Regions from separate parts of the Mus musculus genome. Here region 2 is linked to region 1. Evidence: chromatin contacts called from public Micro-C data. All regions are on one chromosome and are shown on one strand. Each heading gives the region's core, a stretch centred on a gene start, on an enhancer-like site or on the middle of the called end of the contact. The rest is flanking DNA. Distances are from core to core; before and after follow the strand shown.

Evidence for each region. Hi-C and Micro-C count contacts between places; a contact is called where the count stands out from the background.
Region 2: a Micro-C map of the HL-1 cell line shows a contact between it and region 1, with 4 times the contacts expected there. The contact joins two enhancer-like sites. A contact is called at or near these places in 9 of 15 datasets of contacts at CTCF or cohesin (CD8 T cells, the G1E-ER4 cell line, the NIH/3T3 cell line and 4 more), 258 of 484 Hi-C or Micro-C datasets (2-cell-like embryonic stem cells, the 3T3-L1 cell line, the 63-12 cell line and 132 more) and 18 of 115 datasets of contacts at active chromatin or transcription factors (CD8 T cells, the HPC-7 cell line, the NIH/3T3 cell line and 14 more).

The regions. Positions count from the first base shown.
Region 1 is chr2:13,289,092-13,292,229 of GRCm38.p6, forward strand. All of the region lies in intron 60 of Cubn (cubilin (intrinsic factor-cobalamin receptor)), which reads right to left. All of the region lies in intron 2 of Gm13270 (a long non-coding RNA gene), which reads left to right. Among named protein-coding and RNA genes, the nearest start is that of Gm13270, 19 kb to the left of the region's middle. Within about 2 kb of position 1,705, at least 11 of the 459 cell types and tissues checked have an H3K27ac peak or open chromatin away from gene starts, as enhancers often do. A contact at or near this core is called in the HL-1 cell line, where this site is marked.
Region 2 is chr2:13,592,751-13,595,888 of GRCm38.p6, forward strand. No RefSeq gene overlaps it. Among named protein-coding and RNA genes, the nearest start is that of Vim, 20 kb to the left of the region's middle. Within about 2 kb of position 1,696, at least 3 of the 459 cell types and tissues checked have an H3K27ac peak or open chromatin away from gene starts, as enhancers often do. A contact at or near this core is called in the HL-1 cell line, where this site is marked.

The DNA of each region.
Region 1 (3,138 bases), core at 455-2,954:
TTTCCTCCCACACAGACCTCAGGGGTCTGCTCTGCTTGATTGAGATTCTTGAACATCCCCAGCTCAGTCTAGCTTCCCAGCTATTGCATCTGCCTTCCTTTGCCCAGACCACCCTTGCTGGTATTCATGGAGTCTGTTGAGGTCTCTCTTCCTCTATCATCCACCAGCAATGCCTTCCCTAAAGTGAACACTGCCCACATCCCCTGACTCCTTTCCTCAGGACAAGTATTACTGTCAACATGTTACACATTTAACTTGCCAATTCTATTGCCTTTCCTTCTAAAATGAATACAACATTCCACAGAAGCACAGAATTTTATTCTGTTCCGCCATATCGCCCCAGACCTTAAGAGTGTGTAATGCATAAACCATGCTTACTCGCTTCTTGGTAAGTGCTTTGACCCTTCCCTATGACCCACATGCCTTGGTTTGTTTTATGTTGCTGTACCAGAGTACCATAGACCATGTCATTTATACACAAGTAAGTTAATTGTGATATTTCTGAGGATTGAGGAACATTCAGAATTCAAGGGGCAGACTTTGATGAGGGCCTTCTTGCCTTCTAACATATGAGCATCCTAAGAAGATCATCAGGAGCATGCCAGCTCGGCAATCTCTTCCTCTCCTGGGGTGATACTATTCACCCCATGATAGGAACCCCACTCTCATGACTTCATCTAACCCCAGTTATACCTCAAAGCCCCCCATACCTTTAGCATATGGATATAAGGTTTACATTTCTACCACAGGTACTTGAGTGATATGTACACACCACAGCATCACCCTTCCCTAAAATATTCTCCCTGAGTCTACTCTATCTCAATAAACAGCTCAAGTCTAAATTCCAGTCATACTCAACTCTCCCATTCCCATGATAAGCATCCCCACTTTGTTCCACTTTCGAAATATATTGTATCAATGCCATGTGACACAGTTTCTTCAGAACATGGCTCACAGATCAATTGCACAGAGCACTCACAGAGTTCTGCACCGTAGTGCCCAGGTGTTTGATGACCTAGAGTATGTGTCTATTCTTCCTACAAAACTATACCTTGTACCCAATGCAGAACTTGCAAGCCCTGGTCAATGCTGTTGCTTCTCTCCCTTCCCAGTGCTTGCTGCCTCTGACAGTCTCCTCCCTTGGAGACATAGTCTTTCTTGAAGGACTGATAATCCCTAGTCATAGACCTTTTACTCAAATGTCACCTCCCCTGAGAGTCTAATCCCACACAGTGGGGCCCTCCTCCAATACCATCTTGTTTTATTTTACTGTGATGAAACTCAATCAATGTAATGCTTATTTACTTTGATTGGGCGCCCCCTCTGCACAAGTGTGAGTTTCACAGGAAGAGAAACGGAGTTATGCTCAGAAGTGTCTCTAGCATCCAGAACTACTGATGGCTTTCACAGATTTTTACAAACACCCAAAGAAATAGTGAGGATTTGTATATCCCTCAAACACTTTACTAAAAAATAAATAAATAAATAAATAAATTAATATAGTATGTTTTCATTTTTATGTCTATGTTGTTAATTTTTATTGTACTTTAATAATGATTTTCTGTGTTTCTGTAGCCCTGAATATGAGTTCATAACAGAACCACATTAGATCAGAAATCTCAGAGTAGTGTGGCCACTGATGTTATAAAATGAACATGATAAATTTCAAAATTAAAAAATGAAACAAAACTGACCACTAGATGGTGCTGTCTCTTCTATATGAATTCACGAGGAGCACAGAAAAGTGAAGTTCTGTAGTCAAACACCCTCACTTTATAGAGAAGAGTTGCCAAGTTAAAGACAACATACTTTTTCTGCTAAGTGAGGTTTCATTACAACCACTGTGGTCTATACAAGCTTTCACTTGTATCATGTACCTGGCTTGTGTTGGGTAGTGTGTATATGGAGAGACATAAGAGCATTTATGTACCTTCAAGGTGCTCATAAAATAGTGAGAAGAAAGAGCTAAATATAAACGTATGTGCGCGCATGTGCGTGTGTGTGTGTGTGTGTGTGTCTGTGTGTGTGTTGCTGTTTACAGATATATCTACAAATATGCATGGAAAAATATAAAAAAGAAACCAAAGAAAAGAAAAGGTAATTCTGTCAAATAATATCAAGGAGATTCATACTATAAAAGAGAGAGAGAGTCGGGGAAGACCACCCAGTTCATGCCGAGGAGCCTGGGTCTTACTTTACAAGACCAACGTCAGTTAGAGACTGGTAGATGTGAGGGGCAGGACAAGGACAAGCTAGGGCTGGGTAGAAGGTGGCCCTGTGCTGGTACTATATTCATCCAACCACATTAAAGTAAGAGTTAGCGTAACTGATTGGAATATATAGTTACAAACTGCATGACTACTAGCCTCCTGTATGATCAAACCTGAAATTATTTCTCTGTTCTGTTCCTTGCCAACACCAAATCTCTTGCTGTGGGTAGACCCTGAACAACACTGGAGCAGGGACTGCATGTCTGTGGTGAGTTAGTGTCTGAACACTAACTCAGGCACACCTTGCCTTCTAGAAGCCTTGTTTCTTGGTGTCACTGTGACAAAATGCCTATAATAGTCAACTCAAGATATACTTTGTCTCTAGGACTCAGTCTTTGCACGACTAATCTCTATAGCAACACAGTTATAGAGCTTTGTTGTTCTAGGACTGTGTTAAGGTCATGACAGAAGGACACACAGGGGGTGGGGGTTATATACTTCACAGAAGCACTGATGCAGATAGAAAAGAGTGGTTGGGACTCAGGTATCTTTCAAACGGCAGTGTCCTCAGTAACCTACCTTCCTAACTGACTCCCATGCTACCAACCATGTCTTCTTAACGGCTGTGCTTTGGTGGGTCATGTAAGATTCAAAGTATCACAGTAATAATTATTTACTCTTTATGCATTTTTAAATGTTTGAGCTAATATCTATAATGAGGTAGACTGAAATTCACACTTATTTAATGAATAACTAAGTACATGAATGCTTAGTGGCAGTGCTATCTCCTAACCAATGCACCTAGGGTCTGCTGATGTTGTCCCTAAAGAGGCACACACCCTTCCCCAGTGCCTGATAATATGCAGAAGGGTTAAGCCCAGTGAGTTATTACAAGGGCTCCCAGAAAGCTCTAGGGAATGTTTTTATG
Region 2 (3,138 bases), core at 446-2,945, 300 kb after region 1:
GGGAATTTTGTAACAGTAGGTAATTAATCCACAACAGCATTCTGCCTTAAAATTATTTCTTTTTCCATTCACTGACTTTTCCCTTGCCACAATCCAGTCCATGTTTCAATTAAATATGGGTACAGAATCTCCAGTTATGTAATCGAATGTGTTTAGGGTCATGAGTCCAATTAGATAATTGAACATTCTCTGCACCACCTCCAGATAAATTCTCATGCCCTCTGTGATTCATCGATCATGAGTTAGTTTACTGTGAGAATAAAGGCATGGATTGGTTGGAGCTGTCCACGGGTGGTAGATAGGATGAACTGCCTGTGAAACAATGTAATCAGCTCTCGGCAGAATTCATTTCAAAATGTCTCTCCCCTTGGGCTGTGACAGAATCAGGCAGTTTTTGTTCCAACTGCCATGAGCTTCAGCAAATCATTCTTCATGTTCTCCATTGTCATGTTCTCCACTGTCACCTTTAAGCCCAAGTCACATTCACCTGCTTTTGCTTTCAGACCGGCAGAGCCCAAGGGAAGCAAGAGGTCATCCATATAGTTCTAGTGTGTTCTAGAAAGAACTGGATACAGTCAAATAATCGGGAAGAATTACAGCATATCTATGTATATGCATGCATGAATCTGTATCCACACATGTATGAAGACGATGTCATGAAAGTGATCACTCTGTATGCTCAACTAAGCTAAATAGTAAAGGAAAAAAAAAAAAAGAATTGGGTGTGGTTAAGTCTGTGCCTGGCCTTCAGGCCATGGGATCATGACATTCTTCAGTTTGACTGTAAGTGCTCTTGACAATACTATAGTGATGAGATTTTACTTTCTCTGCCAAAGTCAACAGCAGACAGGAAATGTTCGAGGTAAACAAAATTTCATAGAAAGAACGCTTTATGAGGAAGACTAAGAGGTGAGTTACATCAAAGCTACTCAAAAGACCTTGATGAATGGCCCTTCATTTAATAGGTCATGTGATACATATGATCCAAAAGTAACTAATCTGAGGGTCATAAACAGAGACTCTTCTTAATCATTCTCTCTTTGCAAAACGTTAAACACCCACTGTGGTCCTATGTAGTCCCCTGTCTGTTCCTCTGCAGCTCTTTTCTCTGTCATTGGCACTTTATCTAATAAGTGTTTCCTTTATTAATTAAGGTTGTTATGTAACAGTTCCATGCATGTATAGAATTCTATTCACTCTCTTCTATATACCTTGTGTTGATTCTCTCACATTTCAATCAATCTCTCTTTCTTCGTCTTGATCAATCTCTTTCCCAGAATCATGACTTTTTGGGTTTGTTTTGCTTTCTTTTCGAGTCTTTGCCCCATTTAGTTAATCAGGGCTACTTGTGTGCCCACTGGCTTGGAACCGTTCACTGGAGGAGTCATCATGGAAGACAATGCCTCCTCCTCTCCCCAACTCTATCAGTAGCAAATAACTTAGCAGTGAGGGGTGATGTCCCCTGAGCCTCACTCCCAGTCATACCTAGGTAATCTTTCATACAACAAATAGAATTTTTAATTTTCCTTAGAAGACCTGAGAAGCCACCACTAAAGCAGTAGTGGAGGTAGACAGCTGAGGTCTGCAGGCCAAAGCTGATGGTGGTAAGGCAGGCATAGAGTAGACGTTGTTTCCTAGCCTGAGGCTGGGGCCATCTGCTATCTCTTAACTGTTAGAATCCAGGGAGCCACCATGATCATAATAACTGCAGGGCTGGAAGGACATTTAAAGCCACTGACTCACAGGAAGCTGGGGATGTCAGTTATATACCCTGACTTCTTTAGGAAAGAAATATACTCAGCCATCAAGAGTGCTTCTTAACTCCTACAAGCAGAGGCAGGAGTGGAAGAGGCAAAAAAGGCTGGTAGCAATTTGGTCACACGAAGTTGCTTACCCTTTGATGAGTTCTCACCCTTGAGCTGATTTTCAGGTTCAGAACCCAGCAGGTAGTGTCCAGGAAAAGGCTTAAACTGTCACAACCCTAGGTCCTGGGTTCTAATACCTTCTGCCAAGGTGACTCAGTGATGGAAACCATTTCCTGAAATAACTGTGTGGAAGCCCAAATCTTCTGAAGATTCTTGGACACCAGGTCTTTCAGTTATTTTCACTTTTCAGACTGTGCCTCCAGAAAGAAAAAATCCTTTATCTTTTAGTTCTTCTGATGGCCTCTCTCTTCATTTCTCAACACCCCAAAGTTTCAAAATCGTCATTGTCTTTTAAAGTTATTTTTAACTTAAGTAAAATATAATACTATTAGTTCTCCCATCTCTCCTGTGTCCTACCTGTCTGTGTCGATCTCTGTCCCTCTCAACCTCACAGGCTTCCTCTTCTTGAACCATTATTGATAAATTATCTTTTTCTTTTAATGCTTCCTCATACAAGTAACTGTTCTTGACCTCATTACTATCTGTCCCTTTGCTCCATCTTTCTTTTTCTCAAAACGACATTTGCTGTAACACACTCATTTCAACCTGCTATTGCAACCTTATGTATTGGGTCACTTGACAGTTTTTGTGGCCTCCCTAGAATGTAATTGCCTGAGTTCAGGAGTCCCCTTTGTTTGTTCATTGGTCTGTCCCCAGAATCTGCAAATACTGCTTGATCAGTATCAAATAAGAAACTCCATTCAAAGGCAGGCCATACATTCATGCTCTAAAGGAAGTTCCTGAAATTGAAAATGGGCATAGAAAAAAAGCTACCCTATGACCCACACAATCCTCAATCAGTCAAGCATTTGTAATCCCCACTTCATAGATAGGAAAACTGAGGTTTACAGATGGCAATAATTAAGCAATATTGACAAGGCCATCCAGATAGCAAATCAGGAAATAGAGATATAAGTCCACTTCCAAAGTGTGGACTGTAGAAGCCTAATGAAAAGGAAAACAGAAATTAATAATAATAGTAGTAATAATAATAATAATAATAATAATAATAATAATAAAAACCCTCTACCTTGTAATGGGTTGAAGCTCTGAGGGAACATTAAACTATCCAATTTCTAGACATTTTGAGCATAACAACTCTTGCCATCAATCTTCATATTTTCTAAATTATAAACTAGGCCTTGGGAGTAGCCCTCAGTCTTCCAGCCTTCCGTGGGTCCTACCATCTTTTGCCTTGTGTTGCTAATCAGGC